Linked DNA regions of Xenopus laevis: region 1 is linked to region 2. A link is a contact called in public Hi-C data. All regions are on one chromosome and are shown on one strand. The core of a region is the stretch at or near the end of the contact, and the rest is flanking DNA. Distances in the headings are between cores, read along the strand shown.

Region 1 (5,213 bases), core at 2,010-4,509, 61 kb after region 2:
ATGCTATTTTAAATTGGCTGCCAGTGCGTAATAATTTAATAATCAGGGTTGGACTGGGGGACCTGTGGCCCACCAAGGCTGCTGATTTGGGGGCTACTGCACCCCCTCCGACCCCCCATATTAGATCGAGTTCGAATCGTACGAATCGAAGTAATAGCGCATTCGATCAAATTCTAATCAAAGTTTTTCCCAAATAAAAAACCCCTTAGATTTTTCAAAGTCCACCTATTGACTTCAAATAAGTTCTAGTAGGTCCCCCATAGGCTAAAACAGCAATTCGGCAGGTTTTAGATGGCGAAGTAAAATTTTCATTTATTTAATTTTTATCTATTAATTATCAAGGGTCGAATTTCGAATTTGAAAAACTTCGAAATTCGAATTCAAAAAGACCAACCGAAATTAAATCAAATTCGAATCAAAGTTTTTCCCAAAAAAAACTTTTATTTTTCAAAGTCCACCTATTGACTCCAAATAGGTTCTAGTAGGTCTCTCATAGGCTAAAACAACAATTCGGCAGGTTTTAGATGGCGAATGGTCAAAGTCAAATTTTTAAAGTAAGAGTATACATAATAAATTTTGATATTAAAATATTCACATTTTTTTCCAATTCTAATCAAATTTGGACTATTCCCTAGTCAAAGTACACAAAAAATAGCTCGAAATCAAACCTTGACCTTTGAAAAATCTGCCCCTAAGCCTACTGAAAAGTAATTTAAACAATAAATAAACCCAATAGGCTTGTTTTGCTTGTTTGACCAGTGAACAGAGAGCATTGGCTGCATTGCTTTTAGCCTGTGTTTTTTTGCAGGTGGAGAGAAGCAGATCCACTGCTTTCAGCACATCAGTTGATCTGCACTGACAATTACAGTAAGTTTCTGCTTAGTGCAGGTCATTGAGCGGAGATTTGCTTGAAAATGAATGCTTTTTGTGTTTTTGGACCTATATACGCTCTGTTCCCTGTACCTGCACTAAAACGGAAGCTGTACTTTTAAGTGCAGGCCAATGGAGCTGGGGAAGAGAGCAGATCCGCTTCTCTCAGCCTGCAAAAAAAACGCTCCATATTCTTGCACTTCTGCCCAGAGAATGACCCCCCCCCCCCCCGCCAGGTCTCAGCCAGACATAAAGGTGGCCATTTTCCCCCCTCTTATAGCCATTATGAGGCCTTTCCTAAGGCATAGACACTGTAGAATAGATGGTAGTGGTGAGTAAGTGATCATATCCTTCTGAAGGCTTGGCTGTGGATGTCAGCTACAAGTGTTCCTGCAAAAGACAAGAGAGGTATTTCACATCAGGGTGATCTGAAGAAAGGCATACTGCCACAAATAAGTGAAGAAATTAAAATTACTGTACATGTTCTCAGATAACTTTAAGTTTTGAATGTTGCAGCTCTTATTTTTAGCTGCTCCTTTAAGCCCCATAGAAAGAAACTGCTGGTGTAGATGAGAAATATTAGTGAAAAGGGATTGTACAACTGAAAAATATAAACATTTGTTTTTCTGAGAATTATAATCATAATCTCTGTAATTTAATGAGAGAATCTCAGCAGCTATGACATAAGAAATTGAATGCAGCTCTTTATGCAGTGTTAATAATTAACCCAAAAAATCTCATCCGCTGTGTTCGTCAAGGAAGACAATGTCAAGCATACGCCATCATTGTATTAATCATTCTGCAGACTTTACAACTTTACTAATACATGCTCTTGTTATGTGAGGCCCGAACACTACGTATAAAGTTTTACATAATCAATTCCTACACTGAGAAGACGGAAGTTATCCTTCTTATCTTCTGCAGAAAGGATGATATCATGAAGTTTGTTCAAAGAAGGAAATGGAAATTCCCTAATTGCTCAACATTCTGATTTAGATTGAGATTTAGAATAGCAGGATCTGACCATTTCAACATTCCACGTCAGAATCTCATGCTATCTCTACATTCCCTTGGTATTTTAAAGGAACAGTAACGCCAAAAAATAAAAGTGTTTTAAAGTAATGAAACTATAATGCAGTGTTGCCCTGCACTGGTAAAACTGCTGTGTTTACTTAAGAAACACTACTATTGTTTATATAAATAAGCTGCTGTGTAGCAATGGGGGCAGCCATTCAAAGGAGAAAAGGCTCAGATTACACAGCAGATAGCAAATAAGCTCTGTCTGTCTAATGGTGTGTTATCCATTAGTTAACCTGTGCCATATATATATAGTTTATATGAATTATGGTAGTGTTTCTGACTAGTAGTGTCACATCAGTTTTACCAGTGCAGGGCAACACTACATGATATTTTCATTACTTTAAAGCACATTTCTTGGTGTTACTGTTCCTTTAAGCTTCTTCAGATCGAGCTAAAACAATACTATGTTGGTGGCAACTAATTTTCAGTTGCTGTGTCCATTAATTCATTGTTTTATCATTATATTTTTTTCTATTCATTTGAAAGATTGCTCCATTTACACCTGTGTAGAAAGCATCTTTGCAACCTCTAGTGACTTTTATTTACAAATAATGCCATCATTGAAAATATACATCAATAATAATACAGAATAATAATAAATAGTGTTTTTAATTACAGGTATGGGATGCGTTATCCAGAAACCAGAAAGCTCTGAATTACGGAATGTCTCTCATAGACTAAATTTTTCCAAATAATCCAAATTTTTAAAGATTATTTTCTTTTTATAATAAAACAGTACTTTGTACTTGATCCAAACTAAGATATAATTACAGTAGTCCTCACTAGAAGCAAAACCAGCCTATTGGGTTTATTTAATGTTTACGTATTTTTCTAGTAGACTTAAGATATGAAGGTCTAAATTATGAAAAGATCTGTTATCCGTAAAAGATCTGTTAACCAGGATCTGCGTGCAAATAATTATTTTGCATAATGAAAAACATTTTAAGCAACATTTCAAAACAGTTTTAACAGTTTTAAAGATGATATCTACAGCAATATCATTTACAAATCACTTTAAAACCACTGACACCATTTAATAAATATATATTTAACAGTTGCTATGTACAGCATTTACTTTCACTGTGCAAAAACAAGAAAAAACATTTGAATGTTCTGACTTTTTGTTTACTACAGGGAATCAGTGGTTATCAACATGTTTTCTGTGCTGCTACCATGTATTGATTACCATTCTGCAAGTACAACAGCCTGTAAACATGTCCTCTTGCTTTCCTTTCATTTTTGGGAAATCCTGATGTAATATTCAGTAGATGTTGCAATCCTCTCCGTATTCCTGAAACCTGCTGAGTCACGGTCAGATGATGTATAGTACAATGTGATGCTAGCTAATTTTGGCTACTCACATGATTTGGTTTCTATCTCTGCAGCTAGTCGGCAGATGTCTTAAACCCTGATTTTCAACTGTCGGAGTGACATAAATAAACTTGTTTCGGCTTTGATTGTATTAGGTTTCATTTAAGGAATGTATTGTATTACATACCATTTTAAAAACAGAACAATATACATGGAGCTGTCTTCAGGGGGATCCAAGGATAAATGCTTGGGCCCCTGCTAATATCGGTACAGGTTTTGTACCTGATATCCAGAATGCTCGGGACACGGGATCTTCCAGACATGAGGTCTTTCTATAATTTCAATCTGTATAATTGTTGTCTACTAAAATATAATTTAAACATTAATTAAACCAATATAATAACCCAAATCAATTTTCATTTTCTATTTGTTTGTGTTTTCTCTAATTTTACCGACCTGAAAACTCAAATTGATTTTGAATCTAAAAAAAAATCTCAAATGTCAGGATGGCTACAAACATCTTCAAATTGGTCATTGGACCTCTCCCATTGACTTAAGCTGGCCATAGACGCAAAGATCCGATTGTACGAATCGTGGATTCGTACGATTTTCGGACCATGTGTGGAGAGTCCCGACATTTTTCGTCCGTCGGAGATCGGTCGTTTGGTCGATCAGACAGGTTAGAACATTTCTGTCGCCTGCCGATAATATCTCTGCGTGTATTGCCGATCGTACGATTTTCAGAGGGAGACTGTCACTAGTGTTGTCAGACATAAGTATCGTACGATTGCTGTCAGGGGCAGAACATTGGGTGATCTGTTCTTATTTGATCGGAATGGTAAAGACTTTGATCTGAATGGTTAGTGGAGGGTCGGGAGATGGGAAAGTCCGATCGTACATTGATTCGTACGATTGGATCTTTGCGTCTATGACCAGCTTTATACATGAAATCGGCAGGTTTAGGGTGGCGAATAGTCGAATTTCAATTCTTAAAAGGCCAGGGTATGATAAATCTCGAAAATGTAATTAATTTTTTTTAATTTTGGATAATTCCCTAGTCGAATGTGACAATTTTGACATAAAAAAAAATAGAAAATTAGAATTTTCATTTCAACCCTTAGTAAATCTGCCACTTAGTGTTGATGTCGCTTTGTGGTTACTAGCTACCTAGCAAGTAGACAGCATTGTGGAAGTCAGAATGGGGGATGAATAGTAGAGGGCTGGAACAGAAAGGCCACTGCTGCTTATTTACCATTGATGTTAGATATGAAAGTTACTTGCAGGAGCACCAAGACCATATCTCCTTAACACCCCGGTCTTTCATTATCCCTTACCTATAATTGCCACTGCTACATACAGTTTACTCTGCCACTATGGCTGCTTCTGCTGCCAGTGTTTGTATACAGACTGGCCCCAGGTGTTTCCCCAGTATTACAGCTTTTTCTTACATGATGCATCTAAAGTGTTCAGTGCTGTGGTTGATTGAAATATAGACAAAGTCTGGTATGAGTCTTAAATATGAAACCCAGTCTGCTTAGTCCAATCATATTACAGCTTGTCACTCAATGGAAAGAGTAATGGCGAGTAGGAGCCCTCTAATTTGGCTCTACCAATCCAGTATGGTATACACAGATTTGTTTGCCATAAGCAACAGGTATGAGCTGGGCTTTCTCACAGACTGTTTGCTGCAGTTCTCAGGTACTGAATTGGTGGCATAGCCAGACGGAAGGTTTGCAGCACTAATGTTTGCTTTGCATGAAGCTATTGATTACCATGCAAACACTACTAATAGGCTCACTTTCTTTTATCAGGCCTATAGCTGTCCTATAGCTGCTTTTAGTTAATATGTAATACATATTACACTATCTGAAAAAAAATATTTTTAGACTTTTAGCCCTGAAATAAAGTTTTAAACATGGCTAAAGGAAACATTTAAAGGTAAGCAGGTAGAT
Region 2 (4,921 bases), core at 1,616-4,115:
GGTTTCTTTGCAAGCAGACATTTAGCAATACACATGACAGTAGCAGACAGCTTCTATGGGGTTTAGGAGAACATTGGGCCTTGTGTGGGTGCTGATGTAGGCAGAACTGATATAAACTGGTATATGCCCCCCTTCTGTTGTACAGTGCTGGGGAATATGTTGGTGCTTTATAAATATGTGGCATTAATAATAAAAATAATATAAAAGATTTATCTGTAAGGCCCACCATCTATAGTGATTTTCCTTTAATTCCAAGGCAACTTTCCATGCGGATATCAGCAATCCCTAGAGCCCTGGGCTGTCCTTTGGGGAAGGGGCTTCATTGGCATTATGAAACCATCTGTTACCCCCAATTACAGGTTACACCATTAGCTATCTGTTGCTTACAAAGACGTGAGATCAAAATAGCTGTTTGTATTTTTATTTCCTGCAATTGAAGTCTTGGCATATGAGCTTACATCCCTTCCCTAATTCCCAACATTAGTGCAGAAACCTTACAGCAGGCTGTTCTGTTTATTTAAATACTGCAGGGCACTAATTCCCATTAATAATATATGGATATAGAACTTAGATGACACATAGGAAAAATATTATGGGCGAACATATAAACCACTGTGCCCGTGTAGAGCAGCATTCCTGGCAATGTATCAGCTCACGTCTCACTACTATACATTGAATTCTTGTAGAGAGGTTCATCATTTCTGCTGGCTACAAACTCTTATTAGGCAGTGTGCTGGCCAGATTGCTGCTCATGTAGGGGTTGTTATTATTATTGCTTGCTGGCTGCAAGTGATTTCAGGACATGTCAGAACAAGTGTTTATGGCAGAGGTTAGCTGTGGTCAGGGCTGTGCAATCCCTTGATGCCCAGTAGATGGTGCTACAGAACAGCTTGAGCGATGGCACTGCCAGTAGGAGCCGTACCCACTATTGACTGATACTTATTGGAAAAACTCTGCACTCGTGTAAACTTTACCCTCTGCAGTTTGTGGTCTCTGCTCTCACTATGTACGACAACTCTCTTACTGGTAATACCGCCTTGATAGCCAATCACAGCCCTTATTTGTCACCCCAAGGGACTTTTTCATGCTTGTGTTGCTACCCAACTCTTTTTACATTTGAATGTGGCTCACAGGTAAAAAAACAAAACAAAAAAAAAAACAAGTTTTTTTTTTTTGTATTTAAAAAAGGTTGGAGACCCCTGATCTAGATATATGTTATACACACCCCCTAGGGTTTCATTTCAGTAAACTGATGTTGATTGCACAGCCCCTACTTTCCTCAGACCGAGTGACAGACAGACAGAGAGCCTTTGGCTGAGAGCTGCAGTTAAGAACGAGACAGGGTGGCCCAGATTTATATAATAAGAAATAAGTAGCAGTGGGTGCCAGTGTGCAAGAGTTGGCTCCCTTTGCTGACTGCTCCTCTGTCTGGATCTACAGCCGGGTGCATTCCACTCTGTCTAGTCTGCTCTTATTCTCCATGCGTCTGACTGAGCTGCTCAGTGACGATGTCGCAATGCATCCTCCTAATATTCTCTGGGGGAGAATGACTTGTCCCTGGCGTTATGACTAATTGTACAATAAAGATGCACACTTCCCTGCATGATCCATTTGCCCAGAGGGAAATATGGAGTCTGCCAGTAACAGTGGGGTTAATAGAATGCAAACAAGAGAGACCCCTATAGAATTCAGTAATAGTGAAGCTGATGGGAAATGGTAATGAAACAGCTGTGTGCAGCAGCAGGCACAGTCAGAAAGGGCTAAAGTGAGCATTGCAACCCCCCAAAAAGCAATGAGAGTGTGTAAGCGTGCTGGAGGGGGGATTCCATGTGGAACAGATTGTCAGATGCATTTGTGTCCCACTTTCCTCAACAAGACCCCACCCCAGCGGCAGGTGGACAGTGTCCCTGGTCAGAAGAAGAAGAGAGCGATTGTCTGATCTCCAAACTGCCACACGCCAGCCCCTCTCCCCATTGTCAGCCCCTCTATACAAATGCTAACGAGCAGCGTGTGCCATTCGCAATCTGCCGCACACAGCCCCCATTATCTCTATACAGGACCTCATCCTCCACTCTACTCATTAAAATCTCCTTTATTGCACGAATAGCAGCAGCAGCAGCAGGCCAGATGTCTGCTTAAAGCGAGGTTATCAGATGTGCCATTTAGTGCTAATGATTGCGTATGGCCGCGTATCTGATCATGCCTGGTGCACGTGCCACAGCTCACCTGGATGGGGGGGTTATCTACTTACTACTACTATACACCCCAATGTTCTTATCTACTGGCTACTACTATGCGCCCCAATGTTCTTCTCTACTCGCTACTACTATACACCCCAACGTTAACCCCCACATCTGCCAGCAGCAGCACTGCCCTGGTTGAGTTGTATGACTGCAGCCAGATGAAGTCTGCGACCCTGCGCACTATGTTGATGACAGTAATAAAAACACCGTGTTCCCCAGCACAGGAGAAAACAAAATCAATGTGTTTGCTGTTGGTACATTTGTGACACCCACTGCACACATGATCTAAACTTTAGGGATCTTTTTTTGATGTTCTCGCTTTTCGTGCAAAGAGCAAATCATAAGAGGCCATTCTGCCCGGCAACAGCATGACAAAGGGCAGAAGGCAGACTTTGAGTCATTGTAAAAAACCCCCAGTGCGCCCACCGCCCGGCCATTCTAATATGCCCCCCTTACTTGCTTCTCCTCCCCCACGTGGCCTTCTGGCACGAGCCACAGCGTTCTGTTGCTCTATTAGCATCACAATGCCTCCCCCGCCCGACCAATCAGAGAACAGGAGTGAGACAGACCCCGCCTACGCCTCTTCAGTGTATAAATACCGGCTCCGTTCCTCTGATTTCTCACACTTCGCTTGGGATTCTAACTAGTCTTTAGCTACTGTGGATATAATACTACTCTCCTTCTTCCGGACCTTTTGGTGGATATTTGAGAAGTCTCTCGCACTCACATTTTTGTGGCTTACCCGGAAAATCATGACTCTGGAAGAAGTTCACGGACAAGAAACCGTTGTTGAAAGCACTGACAGGTAATTTCAGTTCCGGCTTCTTCTATTGTATGGGGCGAGTATTTTATTGTGCAGAAAGGGTTAAAGTTTTCCGGATTTGCTTGTCTGTCCGTGATTGTGGGGGTTTGTAGTTCAGCCTCGCAGTCAAGTGAGGGAGGAATAGCCTGGGCTGCAAGATATGTGTGTCCCTCACTGGGTGTATATAGCAAATAGCATTGATCATATAGGGAAGGAGCTGCACTGTGTGTCACTAGCAGATGGCTGCTCATGAGTGGGTGGCATTAGCTAAAGCTCCTTATATGGACTGAGGGGATGTGTGTCCTAGCATTTAGTCTTGCACTCTTCTATAAAGGCAAAATGTTCACTTGTGATCTGGTTCTAAATGCATTTCTTTCTTTGTATTGTTTAGAATGCAAAGTGCTGGCAAATCCCTGCATGAGCTACTGGTCTCTGCCCAGAGACAGGAATGTCTGACCGTTGGAGTCTATGAGTCTGCCAAAGTCATGAATGTGTAAGTATCCCACTCCTTTGCACTGATCCCACACACACCCTTTACTCATGCATGTAACACACACACAACCCACACACTGTCCCACTTGTAGATGACTTGCAGCAAAACTAATGTGCTCTTTTTATTTGTCTCAACAGAGATCCAGACAGTGTTACATTCTGCATTTTGGCTGCTGATGAATACGACGAAGGTGATATAGCCCTTCAGATCCACTTCACTCTGATTCAAGCTTTCTGCTGTGAAAATGACATCGATATCGTGAGGCTGAACGACACAGAAAAAGTCGCTCAAATACTAGGCTTAACTGATGAGTCTGCAGAACCCAAGGACCTGCACTGCATCCTTATTACGGTAAGTGTCGTGTTCCTGCTTATCTGTGCTGTTTGGCTCCGTGCCCATAGCTCTGACTTGTGCAATTTCTCGTAAGCACAGTGTTCTCATAGTTTCTTCCTCTTCTTTTCCCAGAATCCAAATGAGGATGCATGGAAAGATCCAGCTCTGGAGAAACTTGCTATATTCTGCGAGGAAAGCCGCAAAGTCTATGACTGGGTTCCCACTATCACCCTGCCCGAGTGAACATCTTTCCTCTACGTTAGGTTGTGAAATCTCTGCATTATTATCATGGTGTTGTGCACCTGGATGGACCAGCAGCATTCCGAAATCGGTGGATTACGCTGGTTGAGGTCCGATTAAGTCGCCAAGACTGGCAAAGATGTTGGCTCTTGTGGAGCAGAAGAGTAAGGAGGAAAACTTTAATGGACTGATCTGCAGAAGAAAAGATTGGTGCCAGTGTGAAGCCTTCCAAAGCACTGGGGGGTCAGTCATGCCATGAAGTTGGAGGAGTTTTGCATGTGTGCAGGACTTATGGGACTTTTTGCAAAAAGAAAAAAGGAAGCTTTTGAGATGGATATGAGGCAAATTAAGCAGCTAGCTAAAGGAAAAACCTGTTCTGTATCTGCTTTTGGAGTTTGCTGAGATATGAAAGATGAACTTTATACACATATTGGAAGAGTCTGGGACTATGCATCTCTGGATTGCAAATTGAGACTGAATATTCTGATCATTGCAGCTTGTTATTGGTCTTTACAGTCAACTACCCAGAATACATAGAGGAAAAAAAAAACTTTCTGTATTTTCAGAATTTTGGCACTGTTGCAAACTGAAGTGCTTTTCTTGATAACACCTGACATTTAAACTGCTATTTTATGTCATTCAATAAATAATTTTGAACTTTACTCGTTTTGGTTTTTATGTTTATCTGGTGGGGTGGTCAATTTTGAGGCCTATTGCTTGTGGCACTAAAACTACAATACCAAGGTACCAACAAACCTAACACTTCAAGCTCTAGTCTAGCAATGGCTGTTGGGTCACAGTTTGGGCTGC

What was found. A called contact is a pair of places that touch in the nucleus more often than the background predicts.
Region 1: a contact with region 2 is called in a Hi-C map of the XTC cell line, with 4 times the contacts expected there. The contact joins the enhancer-like site here to the promoter of gadd45g.L in region 2. A contact is called at or near these places in 3 of 4 Hi-C or Micro-C datasets (the XL177 cell line, the XTC cell line and animal cap).

Annotation. Positions count from the first base shown.
Region 1 is chr1L:149,212,027-149,217,239 of Xenopus_laevis_v10.1, forward strand. No RefSeq gene overlaps it. Among protein-coding and RNA genes, the nearest start is that of gadd45g.L, 60 kb to the left of the region's middle. Within about 2 kb of position 3,260, at least 1 of the 7 cell types and tissues checked has an H3K27ac peak or open chromatin away from gene starts, as enhancers often do.
Region 2 is chr1L:149,151,803-149,156,723 of Xenopus_laevis_v10.1, forward strand. It overlaps gadd45g.L (growth arrest and DNA damage inducible gamma L homeolog), which reads left to right and starts at 2,866. Exons shown (of 4, transcript NM_001090459.2): 1 at 2,866-3,048; 2 at 3,437-3,538; 3 at 3,676-3,889; 4 at 4,004-4,771. The coding sequence starts at 2,996. The coding sequence ends at 4,114.